Linked DNA regions of Podarcis muralis: region 1 is linked to region 2. The links are chromatin contacts, called in public Hi-C maps. All regions are on one chromosome and are shown on one strand. The core of a region is the stretch at or near the end of the contact, and the rest is flanking DNA. Distances in the headings are between cores, read along the strand shown.

Evidence for each region. Hi-C and Micro-C count contacts between places; a contact is called where the count stands out from the background.
Region 1: a contact with region 2 is called in a Hi-C map of tail, with 3 times the contacts expected there. The contact joins the promoter of FAAP20 here to the promoter of MORN1 in region 2. A contact is called at or near these places in 2 of 3 Hi-C or Micro-C datasets (blood and tail).

The regions. Positions count from the first base shown.
Region 1 is chr7:18,820,483-18,828,162 of rPodMur119.hap1.1, forward strand. FAAP20 (FA core complex associated protein 20) reads left to right here and starts at 5,660. Exons shown (of 4, transcript XM_028740932.2): 1 at 5,660-5,945. The coding sequence starts at 5,800. LOC114602555 (a long non-coding RNA gene) reads right to left here and starts at 5,987. Exons shown (of 5, transcript XR_003707937.2): 1 at 5,884-5,987; 2 at 3,033-3,115.
Region 2 is chr7:18,375,024-18,382,745 of rPodMur119.hap1.1, forward strand. It overlaps MORN1 (MORN repeat containing 1), which reads left to right and starts at 5,842. Exons shown (of 15, transcript XM_077931327.1): 1 at 5,842-5,976. The coding sequence starts at 5,919. RER1 (retention in endoplasmic reticulum sorting receptor 1) reads right to left here and starts at 1,969. Exons shown (of 7, transcript XM_028740942.2): 1 at 1,886-1,969.

The DNA of each region.
Region 1 (7,680 bases), core at 4,410-6,909, 450 kb after region 2:
AAATTGCAGTGTGCACCTCATCCCATTCCAGATCGCAACATGAGGGATGGGACACTTTACGCCTTTACCATCACCCTAACTGTGGCCCCACTCTTCATAAGTATTAAAAAAACCCACAAAGTTCCCTGAAACATACATAGAAAAGACACTGGTATACAGATGAGTTTGTCTTCAAAGTTGGTAATAGTTAAGGTCACTCCTCATTAGGATACTCTTCAAGAATAGCGAACATGTAGCCCTCCAAATGTTGATAGACTACAACTCCCATTAGCCTTGAGTATTAGCCATGCTGACTTGGGCTAATGGGAGATAATGTTCCATGACATACAAGGGTCACATGTTCCCCCATTGGCCATTAAGGGTATACATCAACAGCAAAGGCAGCCATTTTAAATTCAAAGAACTGCTATCCTACCAGTACCTTATTCCAGCTGTATAATTATATAAGTACTTCAGTGGTGCCTAACCAGGTGTCCTCTCCAGTAACAAAGTCAGGAGTATATGAAGATTTGAAATATGGTAATATAGCCCTGTGCAAAACAGTAAGTTCTCTGACCCAAACTTCAATCTGCAATCCTGTGCACACTTACTTTGAAGTAAATCCTATTTCACTCAGCGGTTCTTTATTTTGAAAAACTATGAATAATATTGGCCTACAGGTTGCACGCCCTAGTCTTTAAAAAGTCAACATTTTCTTGCATAAGAACAATGGAACAGGTTAAATAAACTGAGATCTATCACTATGGCTGCAGTACTATGTACACTTGCTTCTGAGTAAAGATGCATATAATTAGGATGTATATAATCACCTCTTTCTGACTCAAAGAATGAATCTCTCTATAAAGCAGTTAGCACAAGAATCTGTGTATGTTATCTAGCCTATCTTGGAGGGCTCCTGTTAGCAGCTGGCAGAAGTCGACACCAACTCTGTTCTGCAATTAAAATAAACTCCCTAGGACTCTCTCAGTAGACCATAAAAGAGCCTACGGTGCATGTATAGTGCCATATCAGCCTTAGTGGAAAGACAAGAACAAAGAACCATAGCAATTCCCACTGATAAATCTAGAAGCACAGCTGAATAATGAACTCTTCCCCCAACTCCCACCCCAAGTGTCTAACATTTCCTCCAAAATCCCCACTTCCCCTGTCTTTCCCCAATGCTTCAGCAGTGGTACCCCTATCCCCATTAAGTTCTCTAATTCTTCCCAAATGCAGTGAGCTCTTATTTAATGCCACAGCTGTTGGGGAGGAAATCACAAATAGCAGAAGGTGGATTAGTTGATAATGTACCAGTTCTTCCTCAGCAAATGCTGACACCTGTGTTTCACATGCTGCCCTTTCTGGCCCTCCCTCCTCGTCTACAAATGAAGTATGCATATAGTATGTTTGGTGCTTGATTTATATCATTGGATTTATTGTCTATATGAATGTCTAAAGAGAACTAGAATTTGTTCCAACAACTGCTCCCTTTCTAGCTCTCTTCCCTCAAGCTAGCATCTTTGTTACATACTTACAAGGGTGCATAAGTTACAACTACAGACTAATCGTATTTTTAAAAGAGTAAAGCCAAGAACTGCAGGCATCAGAGGTAGTAAGCAGTGGTATCAGCAATTATTATACAATTTTTTTTAGTCTCTAGAATTGTTGGCTTTCAGGTAACGTGCTTTCCATGGCTTGGGACTATGGTGTTTAGCCAATGTTAATCCTTCTAAGTGTAGACCCGTTAAAATAAATGAGCACGTATAACTTAAGCACATTAATTTTAATGGGTCTACTCTGAGTATTACTTAGTTGGCTACAACCCTAGCACACAAAACATGACATATCCTTGCATTACATTTGAGTTATGTTGCTTATTTCTTTAAGAAGGGATGTTGAGAAAGACAGACAGAGATGCTGTTAATAGAAAGGAATCCCACTCAGTATTTACACATTTGCTTGGCACTAGAGTGTTAAATATGATAAACGGAATGTCAATTGTTTCAACTTGATTTTTATTATTATTTATTTCCATTATTTATATTTCACCATACTTGGTCACAGAGTGGTTTATATAATCAATAAAACAATCGATCACTCAAAATAATACAGTATTTAAAGCAAACAAAAACCACATGTCAAATTGTAAGCTCTATAGTCACCCACTATCTGCATTTATCCAGAAACAACTGGAAACGTTTTTGTTCACTCAAGTTTTCCCAGCTGAAAGAACAGGTCTGTGCCACAGGTGTTTATTTAGTAGTATTGTTTTTAAATTTATTTGCTGATATGTAACTGGTGGGTTATTGTTGTTTTTTGCATTTTGTAAATAGCCTTGTGACATAGGTGTGGAAAGCAATACCACAAATTATGCAAACTACAACTTACTTAAAATGCCTGCTGAAATAGAAATATCTTTGTCAAGTACCTGAAGTTTAAAAGGAAGGGGGGCCTGAGTGATCTCAGCCAGGAGGTGGTTCCACACAACATTTTTAAAATAAATAAAAAGACGTGGGTGGGGTGGGGTGAGCTGAGATTCATCTGTGTCAAAGCCCACAATGGTGAACTGGGCTTTTATGGGTTCAAATGATCTAATCCTTGCTTTAAAAATGAACTCTCCACCTTAGGCATATGAGTTTTGCAAGTTAGCTATAGCCGAAATAAGAATGCCATTAAAAGTCTAAGATTTTAGAATTGCAATTTAAATTGAAAGGAAATTTAATAATTTTTAAAACAAAATTAACCATAGAGTTTCACAAGTGTAGTGGAGAAGAAACACTCTTTCCGGGCCCATTTTACTTTTCTGAGCTTCTGATATGACAACCAAGTTCATGACCCTTTGAAAAATTATATCCAGAACTGTTAATTCTGTTAATTCCCAACAACTTACTGAGAGCTGATATTGATAAAAAGAGTTAAGATGTAGAAACATGTTGGAATATATATTTAAAATACTTAATGTGTTTGTGGACCATAACAAATTAAGCAACACATTTGGACATGTCTCTTGCAATAAGCTTAACATTTTCTTCTACAAAAAAATTGCTACCTACCTCATTTCCTGATGTTAGGACTTCTTTTATCCTTTTACTTTCATGTCATGTGTAGACTTGAAGTTTTGTTACTCTTTTTTTACCTTGAAACGGAGGAGAAACAATTGTTTACAAATGCAGACTCACACAGTAGGAATAAACCAAGCATTCATCTTTCAGTTTCACAATCTTCACAAAATGATTTTTCCAGTATGATTTCTGCTACACTGCATCTGAGAACTGTTCAACATATAGGCAGAAACAGCAGTGAGCAATTGCTCTTCCCCTTGTAAAACTGTCACAAAATTAGGGTAGCCATGTACTCTTTGAAGGGTGTCTTGTCCAAGTCTAGTTTAAATATATGAAAGAACCCAAAGGGAAAGAAGGGGCACTGAGGTTGCCCATCAACAGTCAGCATACTTTAGCAGTCTCACAGGTCGTATTATGTTCTAGGTATAATTATTTCTAATATTGCATCTATACCTATAAATTAGCACATGCAAATTTTAAGCATGTATTTGTTCTGTTTTTGGGTATTGCATAAAATACTACAAAACAAATACATGCAGTGCAGGTAAACCCATGTGTGCTATACATGCATATGACGATACACATATTGTTGATGTCTGTCTGTCTCAAGAGACAATGGAGTGCGCCTCTGGGAGTGAAGCCAAACCACTGGAGAATCACAGCACCTACTGTGGCTGCAGAGATGAGTAACTTATAACTACTACCTCTCACGTTGTTTTTGCTGCATTAGCAGCACCAAAGTGACCTCTCCGGGGCGCAAGCCTGGGCAGTGTGTATGAAGGTTCTGGGCCTCCAGGATGACTTCATTGATGTAGTCCAAAGGAAAGGAAAGCAATACGTTTGGAACCAGCTTGGCTGCAGGAGTTGCCAGAAGGAGGGCATACAAGGCGCCATCCAACTGTCTTAGGGACTGCACTCTGGATTTGTGTAGGGTTTACTCCTTAGCCTTTATTTCTCCCAAATATGTCCCACAAGGCAGCGGGTACAGATTTTTTCCTTGGGATTTAATCCCAAAGCCTTTCTCACAAATGAATATACCACAAGACACTGGAGGCTTAGGATCAGTTTTTTTCCAATTACACATAAACGTGAAATAAATATTAGTTCCCCAAAATTAAATCCATTTACTAAAATGTTAATAGAATACTGTACTCTCAAGAAGTATTTTTAATAATTTGGTGCCACCAAGTGGTAAATAACTACATTCCAGCTTGCAGACAGTGCTGTAAAAAAAGGTATGAACTAGGAGGAAAACACTTTTCATTTTTGTTTTTACAGCTGCAGTTTTGAGGCAATGAAGCAATTATTTCCTGCTGTTGGACTTTTCCTTTTATGCTTTCTTAATGTTCATGCCATGTGTAGACTTCGTTAGGGTGACATTCATGAAGAGCAATCTATAAACGGTTTCTCAAACTCCATGCAAAATCTGCAAATCAAATTTAAAGGTTTGTCTAGCTGTATGAAAACATTAGTCAAGCTGATCTCATTGATTCACCACTTCAGATATTAACTGAAACATGAAAAAAGATGGAAACCCCTTAAAAATATAGTCTGCCCAGAGATTCCAATCTGTAAGAATGTTTAAAGTTCTTAAATTTTCTCAAGCAGCCTTTTCCTCCATCTGTGCAGAAACTCCCTTTCTTGAGACATTCCCACCCAAACGCTTGCTAAAGTAAATGAACTGTACCTAAGCCCTTTGAAGAGCAGACCCAGTAAAGTCAGTGGACCCAAGTGAGTCATGACCGTTATTTTCAATGGCTTGTATCCCATTCTAGACCTACTCAGAGCAGCTCTGAGTTAATTGAAGTTACGAGAAAGGAATTTCCGACTAAACATCAGAAAGAACTTTCTGCTGTTCTACTAGGAAGTGGAATCCCTCGGAAGGTGGTGGACGCTTCTTCCTTGGAGTTTTTTAAGCAGAAGTTGGACGGCCATCGGTCACGGATTTAGTTGTGATTCCTCCATTGCAGGAGGTTGGGCTAGATGACCCTCAGGGTCACTTCTGACTCTACGACTTCGGTTCATCTGTTTCAATAGGATTACTCTTGAGAAGGACTTACTGGAGTGACGACCTGATGTGCTTACTCTGAGCAGGGCTGAACACGGAGCACAACCCCAAGGCAGGTTTCAGGCTTGAAACCTATCCTTCAAACGACACTCTCCTTAAGGAGCAAAACAAGGGCATACTTCAGAGTAAACAGGGCTGTGCTGTATCAGGTTTAAGCAGCTTTGGCCTACTAAAATCCACTCCTGCCAGGCACCCGTTTGTTTGAGGGTAGGATTTTCCTCCCAAGTTTAGCAAGGCAGTAATGGAGGTGGGGGAAGGGGAGGAAATAAGAGGGAGGCAAAAGGGGCAGAGTATATTTCGAAGTGGGCGAATTGGGACCCACATGTCAAGATCTCTGAAATAAAAAGTACACAGTCTGACAGGAACCCAGCAATTGGGGTGGGGAGCGCTCCTTTTTTGGGGGGGTGGAAGCCTTGCCCTCCATAGGATGACGATAAAAAAAATTTAAGGGGCTTGGGGGGGGGGGGAGTAATATTTTAAAAAAACAAAACCACACAACCCGCCATTTTCTCGGCCGCATTGGGAGCAGGGCGGCCCGTTGGCCACCAGCTGGGGCTGCTGAGCGAGCGAGCTCTCCCCTCAGAAAATCCCTTCCCGCCTTTTCGGAAGGAGGCGGCCCCTAATTCCTCCCCAAGGGGAGGTTTGTTTTTGTTTTTTTTTTGTGGGGTGGGGGGTAGAGGAGACCGAGCTATGGCCGACGAAGAGCGGGCTGAACACGGCGGCAGCAGCCGGGGAGGAAAGCTCAGCCTCAAGCGCAAGAGGCGGCAGCCGCACCAGCAGCAGCAGGAGGAAGAAGAGGCGGAACGACGCCCCTCGGCCATTCCTCGCCGAGCACCGTGAGTCCGGGTTGGGATTCCTTCTGAGACGCTGCGGGAGGGTGGGGAGTCTGCGTGCGAATGCGCAGGCGCCCGCCACGAGGCCTAGGAATGCAGCGGCGCGGGGGTGGGGTGCGCGCGCGCAGGTGGATGAGTGTGGAATGATTGGATCGTTCTCTGAGTGTGTGCGCGCGCATATGCTTCAAGTTAACTGGAATGAGGCGAGTTGCAACAAGGCATGACCAGTGGTAGATTTACCTATAAGTTAAACAAGCTATATCTTAGGGCCGCCCCCTCTCTTGGAGGCCCCCCCAAAAATTTAAGGAAAAACAACAACACTGGAGGTACATTTCCAAAATACAAGCTAAAAATACAAGCTAAAATAAAACCTACATACAGCAACAGTGTTTTGTGCTGTGTAGGCTCCTATGATGTAAGTAATGGGCCCTGCTTGCTCCCTAAAATATCACAGGTTTGCTCATTTCTATATATAGGGTGCCTACGTTCTGCACAGACTGGTTGTAACAATTACTTTGATAAAATACATATTTTATGTGCAAATAGGCAAATAAACTATTAGGTCCATAAATTACCATATTGTTGTTGTTGTTGTTTAGTCGTGTCCGACTCTTCCTGACCCCATGGACCAGAGCACGCTCCTGTCTTCTACTGCCTCCCACAGTTTGGTCAGACTCATGTTTGTAGCTTCAAGAACACTATCCAACCATCTCGTCCTCTGTCGCCCCCTTCTCCTTGTGCCCTCCATCAGGGTCTTTTCCAGGGAGTCTTCTCTTCTCATGAGGTGGCCAAAGTATTGGAGCCTCAGCTTCAGGATCTGTCCTTCCAGTGAGCATTCAGGGCTAATTTCCTTAAGAATGGATGTGTTTGATCTCCTTGCAGTCCATGGGACTCTCAAGAGTCTCCTCCAACACCATAATTAAAAAGCATCAATTTTTCAGCGATCAGCCTTCTTTATGGTCCAGCTCTCACTTCCATACATCACTACTGGGAAAACCATAGCTTTAACTATATGGACCTTTGTCGGCAAGGTGATGTCTCTGCTTTTTAAGATGCTGTCTAGGTTTGTCATTGCTTTTCTCCCAAGAAGCAGGCATCTTTTAATGTTGTGGCTGCTGTCACCATTTGCAGTGATCATGGAGCCCAAGAAAGTAAAATCTCTCACTGCCTCCATTTCTTTCCCTTCTATTTGCCAGGAGGTGATGGGACCAGTGGCCACCATATAGCATACAGTATATCCAACACAAAAAACTGCGACAATTTGTTGTTGACAAAGGACAGCTGGACATATAAAGGGCCCCATTACCTTCAGTAGCTTAGGGCCTCATCAAACCTAAATCCAGCCCTGCATGAGCCCCTTGAATATAAGATTTAAAAGATCATTCAATAGAACAAAATAGGTTAAGCCAATAAACGTGTTACAGCAGTAAAGGCACACAAAAACCTCTCCTTTTAAGATTTGTATTATGGGAGTGTTTAGGTGATTGAGCGTCAAGAGGAATTAGATGTGCATTAAAAAGGGGGGCAAAGCCTCAGGGTTTTGTTATGAGGATGATGAGGGCTGTTCTCATATAACATAACTTGTATATTGTATTAATATTAATACACGACCTATTAAAAATCCTCAGAACAGTTTTGTTTTGCTGTCAACGCAGACCAGTTAACAGAACGTTGTAATAAATGCTCGAAACTTACCTAAGAATCGGTCATGTGCAAGGGGTGTGCAGGTGAACAAGAA
Region 2 (7,722 bases), core at 4,592-7,091:
CACTGAGAATGCCAGGCTAGCTTTTTAAAGGCAAGGAAGGTCCACAAAATACAACCGGGTGTGTCCTGAATTACTCAATGACAGAATGTCATTCGCTGTCCACACCCGGTAGTCTCATCAACCTGTTCCAGGGGAGGAGGAAAAGATTACAACTGAGCCTCAGTTCCAGGCTGATAAATTGGCCTTAATCATCTTCATCAAACCAAGGAAGTCTCAACCTACTTGAAAAATAACACCACCTTAAAAATCCAGTTACCCAAAATGGGAGGCTTCAGTACCCCTTGTTTAAATTGTCCACATTTAGCATGCAGCGGTGTCCCCACTCCTCTATCCCACATACAAGACGGAAACAAGATTGTCTTAATCCCACTGTACATAGTGCAATTGGAAATAATCACCCTTAGCCCAATGACTAAGAGTAGACTAGCATTTGAAGCACACATACCCCAGTTGCTATTATAGGGACAGAGGAATAAACCACCCCCCAAATAATTATCACCATTTGAGTGGCAGTAAGTACAGTGGTACCTCAGGTTACATGTGCTTCAGGTTACAGACGCTTCAGGTTACAGACTCTGCTAACCCAGAAATAGTACCTCGGGTAACCCAAGGTACCACTGTAGTCATATCCCACGCCATACATTTAAAGCACATGACTCTGAATATTTACCCTTACCATTCCCAGCACCATTATTTAATTTTTTTTGGAGGGTTGGGAAATGATGTACTCTAAATACACAGAGTAGATTTGACAAGTAAAACCAGAGGCTGTAGATTAAGGAGGAAAGGTGACCCTATGGCAAAGTGGGGGAGAAGGAGGAGGAATAAGAGAGGCTAGCATTTGAAAGAAAAAGAAATAAGTGTCAATGTACAGTATCAAATAAAGAACCCCTCATCACAAGTTGGTTTTGTAGCAGAACAGTGATGTGGGTAAGGGTCCCTCTTAATAACAACAATAGTTTGACAAGTATCCTCCACCTGCCCCCCGCTGTCCCCAACTTGGCATGACGAGACCCCCCCCCCCAAGGCTGAAAAATCCCCCCTTAATAATAACTTTGTGATTACCTCTCCAAGCAGCTCCCCAACTTACTAGGTAATTTATTATGATAATAACAATTTCACAAGGCCCCCCCCCAAGCCACGCCCCAGCTCCCCATAAAGCAAAACCACCCTTTGTAGCAATTTTGCATGGATTTTCCTCAACCTCTTGGTATGGACAGGACCACAAGGCTGAAAATCCTTACATTACAACTCCTCCCCCCCCCCCAAAAAAAAAACCACTACCCGGTTTGTCAGAGCAAAAAAAAAAAAAATCCCTTTATGCGTCATTATTTTTATTATTAATTATTATTATTTCTCAAGGACCTCCCCCGTGCAGCCCTTAGCTTATCGAGACCAGCCTGAAAAGCCCCACTTTTAAGATTTGATTTCTCAAGAAGGGCCGCCTCTCCCAGCTCGCCATGGCGGAGAGCCCCAAGGCTAAAATTTCGTTATTTTGGAAATGGGGGGGGGGGGGAGAAGGGAAAAAAACCTCGTTCCTCCTCCCGCGTCAGCCTGGGACCTAGAGAGCCCTCCTCCCACCCTCTCACGGAGGGCCCGGCCTCATCGCCGGGGCAACGGCGGGGCCTCGGGCCTCGCGGGGGTAACTTACAGGCCGCGCCGGGTGTCCCTCCTTCCGCTTCCCGCCCCGCCTGACCAGGCAGAGCCGCTGCCCGCGCCAACCCCTCCTCCTCCTCCGCCTCCTCCTGCTGCCGAGATGGCGGCAGCGCGAAGCCGACAGAAGAGCTTCCGCTACCGGGGCGAAGAGGAGAAGGAGGAGGAGATGGCGGGGGCGGAGGGTGGAAGGTCGGCCGCGCAGACCACAGGGATGCTCGCGCCTGCTCACCTGGCGGCCGCGGAGTTCAGTGGGGTTTACTCCTTAAGGAAAAGGCACAGGGGACGCAGCAGCCGCTTCACTATTTCCTTTCCTCCGAGGAGCTCAAGGTGGCGCACGGAGTTCCTCTCCTCCTCCTCCTTATTTTAGTCACACAACAACCCCGTGAGGGAGGCTAGGCTGAGAGTGAGTGACGGGGCCCCCAAGGTCACAGCTTCGTGGCTGAGTTGGGAATTTGAACTCTGGCCTCCCTTTACCTTTTTACCCCCCACCCCGCACAGGAGTCCGAGGGGTGGGGGCACAAAATAAAAAAGAAGAAGAAAATACAGTGCTTTTTTCAATTAGAATAAGATATTTTATTTGATTATTGATGTAAACCCCCAAAATGTATTTTCTATAATTGGAAGTTTTTACCAATACATTTTATTTATATGCCAGATGCAAGTAAAGATTCTTCTTCTCCTGGGATTGCTCTGGTTTCACGCATGGGAAACGTCCGTGTGATTCTGGGAAACCTGATGTTCTTTCAAGGCGAAATAGGAATTTCTGGTATTTCAGTGCTTTATTTGGGGGGGAAGGTTGCTGGTACTTGCCCTAAAGTTATTACAGTAAGTGCCACACTTTTAACATCAGGGAGGTGAGTGCCGGTACTGCGTACCCTTGGGTACCCCCATAAAACCCACTGAAAACCTATATTTATACCTAGGGGTGGGGGAGCAACAGTACCAAAAGGAATTATTGTGAAAGCAAGAAATTATTTTTTGGGAGGTGGGGGGATTTTATTCTCGCTCAATGCGCCATATAACTCGAATCCACTCCTGCTCCTCTAGGTCTTATCTACTATGCACGTAGCAACCATTTTGCATGGCAGTTCCACTCCTGGCCCCTGCGTGCAACAGTGAAGCGCACATAAGCCCACTCCACCACGTTTTGTCCTGTTCTGCCCCATTTTGCCCCCACTGTTCCACCCCCTTTTGCACCCATTTCCAGGTTGCCATGATGTGGGCATGAGCAGAGACATGCCAATTGGATGTGCATAAATCAGTTGTTGCCTATACTAAGAGGAAGTGCCCAGAAATTCATAGGGGGGAAAGACAGCAATATTTTAAGAGCTACATTTGTGAGCTTCAGCCTGTTGAAGTCACACCAAAGTCATGTTTTGGTCTGCCATTTTGATTCAGTGTGGCAGCTGGCATCCAAACATAGATGAAGGCTGCTGCCCCCCACCTCAGGAACCCTCATGCTGAGTTTGGCAATGATATCATGAGGCATGCAAACCTATCTCCCAAACCATGCAAAATTATGCCAAAGTCCTGTTTCAGTCCACCACCTTGATTCAAAATGGCGACTGGCATCCAAAAGGCAATGAAGTCTGCCACCCCCACTATACGCCTAAAAGCCTATGGTTTGACTCTGTCCTCACACTCAACAGTACTACAACACAAGATACAGTGGTACCTTGGGTTACATATGCTTCAGGTTACATACGCTTCAGGTTACAGACTCCACTAACCAAGAAATAGTAAAAGGTAAAGGGTAAAGGTACCCCTGCCCGTACGGGCCAGTCATGTCCGACTCTAGGGTTGTGCGCCCATCTCACTTAAGAGGCCGGGGGCCAGCGCTGTCCGGAGACACTTCCAGGTCACGTGGCCAGCGTGACGAAGCTGCTCTGGCGAGCCAGAGCCACACACGGAAACGCCGTTTACCTTCCCGCTAGAAAGCGGTACCTATTTATCTACTTGCACTTTAGGGGTGCTTTCAAACTGCTAGGTGGGCAGGAGCTGGGACCGCAGACGGGAGCTCACCCCGCCGCGGGGATTCGAACCGCCGACCATGCGATCGGCAAGCCCTAGGCACTGAGGATTTACCCACAGCGCCACCCGCGTCCCCTACAAGAAATAGTACCTCGGGTTAAAAACTTTGCTTCAGGATGAGAACAGAAATCGCGGTGCAGCAGCGGCAGGAGACCCCATTAGCTAAAGTGGTGCTTCAGGTTAAGAACAGACCTCTAGAACAAATCAAGTACGTAACCAGAGGTACCACTGTAAGATCACTGCCAAGCAAACACAGATGACTCTCCCCATTTCTCGAAACAAATTTAAAAAACTTCCAGTAGCACTTTAGAGACCAACTAAGTTTGTTATTGGTATGAGCTTTTGTATGCATGCACACTTCTTCAGATAGTTTCTGGTATCTGAAGAAGTGTGCATGCACACGAAAGCTCATACCAATAACAAACTTAGCTGATCTCTAAGGTGCTACTGGAAGGATTTTTTAAATTTTGTTTCGACTACAGCAAACCAATATGGCTACCTTTGTTGTTGTTGTTTAGTCGTGTCTGATTCTTCGTGACCCCATGGACCAGAGCACGCCAGGCACTTCTGTCTTCCATAAAGGTAAAGGGACCCCTGACCATTAAGTCCAGTCACGGACGACTCGGGTTGCGGCGCTCATCTCGCTTTATTGGCCGAGGGAACTGGCGTACAGCTTCCGGGTCATGTGGCCAGCATGACTAAGTCGCTTCTGGCAAACCAGAGCAGCGCACGGAAACGCTGTTTACCTTTCCGCCGGAGCAGTACCTATTTATCTACTTGCACTTTGATGTGCTTTCGAACTGCTAGGTTGGCAGGAGCAGGGACCCAGCAACGGGAGCTCACCCCGTCACGGGGATTCGAACCGCCAACCTTCTGATCAGCAAGCCCTAGGCTCTGGTTTAACCCACAGCACCACTGTAACTCTCCCCATTTCTGAAACACTAATGGCTTTATGTCCTCATACCCATTAGGCCACCCAGTTGCTCCTTTCCTCTCTCTCACCTGGGAGGGGTCCAGCTCTGCACCAGAGCAAGCTGTCACCCTGTGGGGAGGGATGATATAAAAAACTATATACTACTAATTCTCAGCTATATAATTGTACCATGAATGGTGCTACACCACCCCGACTCGAGAAATAACCAATCTGTTACTAGTGCTAACAGGCACAAACCTCAACTCCGTACTCAATGTAGCCCTGAAGGTCAGTGTAAACACAGTTGTTGAAGTGAATCAATGGCTCTGCTCTTCTTCTCCACTTCATATACAGTATTTGGTATGGCTTGAAAAACTGCTCACGGGGTTGTTGTGACGACAAGCCTGATCACCATCATAATTCCCTCAGGGTAGAGACCTCTCATAACTCCTTGTTTGTAAAACACGGCATTAGACCGGCGGTGCAACCTGTCAGTGTGGTAATGATTACACGTTGATCAACCCCAAAATACCTTGCAACACCAACCTTCTATAGCTGGGTCGAGACCTACAAGGAGGTCATGTCCTGACTGAGATTGATAGTTGTTTATTTTTGTTCTTATAAGTAATAATCATTAGATGTTGATCCACATTGAAACATCACACTCTGACCTGAGGGTGGTGGTGTTATTTAGATGTCACAAAATATTAAGTGGCTAAGTTGCAACCAACACCAAGTGGGTCACCTCCCTACCCTGTTAAAGATGTGATCCAAAACATGTTTACTAATAAGTCTAATTAAATTCATCAAGACTTGATCTCCGAAAACGTGTATACGATTGCAGGACTTAGGGACCCGAGTTAACTAAGTTTCCACCATAATAAAGCTGCTAGTCATCAACATCTGGAACTCCCTTTTAAGATTTTGCCAGGGTTAGAATTGCAGCATAATTGTTTGCAGCGTTGCAGGTTAAAACCGGAATGGCTATAAAGACGGACAGGTCTATTTTGCGCAGGAAATGCATTTTACAGGCCTATCCGGTGCTCGGAAACAAGCCCCCACTATTGCATTCAACGGGACTTTCCCTCAGGTAAGCACGTGCGGCTCCCAAAGCCTCGCACTGAGCTCAAGCAGGAGATTCAGGTTGAGCAGGGAACACGATCTCCACCCCACATTACACTTTAACGCGCGCGCATCGAGCAAACGCGCACTCCCCGCCCGGCCAGGAAGAGGAATCCCCCTCCCCCTAACAACCGGACAGCCAATCAGAGATAGGGATCTGTTACTAAGGTGTAGCGTCCTCGAGGGAGATGGAAACATGGCGGCCTCCAGGCCTGGATCTTACTGTGGGGAGGTGAAAGCGCTGCGTCGGGACGGTGAGCGGCGGCGGGAGGAAGAGATAGCTTGCCCCAGGAGGACTGTTAACGTGATGGATTTAAATGAGAAGAAATATTGCGGGGGGGGGGCATTGCCTGTTTTTTTGGAACAGTCATGCGCTGTGACTAATAAATAGAACCTCCATGGACAGAAGTAGTCTATCAGGTGACAAGAGCCACATAGAGAAAGTTATCACCCACATTTAGGGAAGTTTTTAATATTTAATGCTGTATTGTTTTTAACACTTGATTGGAAGCCACCCAGAGTGGCTGGGGAAACTCAGCCAGATGGGCAGGGTATAAATAATAAATTATTATTGTATTATTATTATTATTTGCTACTTTTACACACAAACACACACGCACGCACGCGCACACACACACAGATCAGGACATGGGAGAGCAGGGTTCCAATCCCTACTCAGCTGCTAGGAAGTTCACTGGGTAGCCTTGAGTGAGTCAAGTCAGTCCCTCAGCCTAAGCCTACCTCACAGGGTTGTTGTGGACAGAGAGGTTGATATATGCCACCTTGAGCCCCTTGGTAATGTACAGTGGTACCTCGGGTTAAGTACTTAGTTCATTCCGGAGGTCCGTTCTTAACCTGAAGCACCACTTTAGCTAATGGACCTAAAGAGCACGGAGCACGATTTCTGTTCTCATCCTGAAGCAAAGTTCTTAACCCGAGGTACTATTTCTGCATTATCGGAGTCTGTAACCTGAAACGTATGTAACCCGAGGTACCACTGTAAATGTAATAATTACATTTTCTCATAAAGTTGTTGTTGTTTATTATTTTGTTTATAAGGCCAGATAAAGAGAAACTATAGGGAGCTTGTTTCTGTTCCTTCCTGCCCCAAACAGCACTCTGCTCCAGCTGATGTGCTTGGCCTTGTACTAGGGGGTCAGCATGCTCTGGCCTTGGCAGTCAGCTTGGAAACTATGGGCCTCACAGTTAGAGGGAGAACAACCTGGCTAGTTTTATTGATTTACTTAAGTTTTTATACTGCTTCATATTTCAACAGGAAACCCTAAGTGATTTACAAATGTCATCGAAAAAAGAATCAATTAATGAAATGCAGTACAGATTACACATTCAAAACCAAACTATACTACTGCCTATGAGAATAACAGTTATACATTTTAAGTTGCGTAACTGAAATAAACACCTCAAAACTATACATCAGTAAAACAACTAAGAGCCCCAGCTTCCATGGAGCTGTGGACAGTGATGTGCAGTGGGCAGTGACTAGAGTGTAAATGATGAAAATCTTGCTCCAAAGTCAGTCAAACACAGCTTAGACTAGGTTCCCTGCTATGAAACTTTGATGCCAGAAGATTTTTTGTGGCCCTTTAAGCTGCCCCTACGTTTCCCCATTTAAAATAATATATTTTACTGAATTAAATAGTAATGAAGGTGATTTCAACATACTTGAGAGTTACATTCACGGGATAAATAAAAAAATTGCTCAGTAGTGCCTTAGAGACCAGCTAAGTATGTTCCAGGTATAAGCTTTCGTGTGCATGCACACTTCTTCAGATACCATGCACACGAAAGCTTATACCCAGAACATACTTAGTTGGTCTCTAAGGTGCTACTGAACATTTTATTTATTTATTTTGACTGCGTCAGACCAACACAGCTACCTACCTGAATCTAGATTCAGGGGATAGTGTATGAAGCCAAAATCGCGTATAGTCAAAATATACTGGGTTCAATGGTGGGTGGGATTGCCAAAGTCTTTTTTC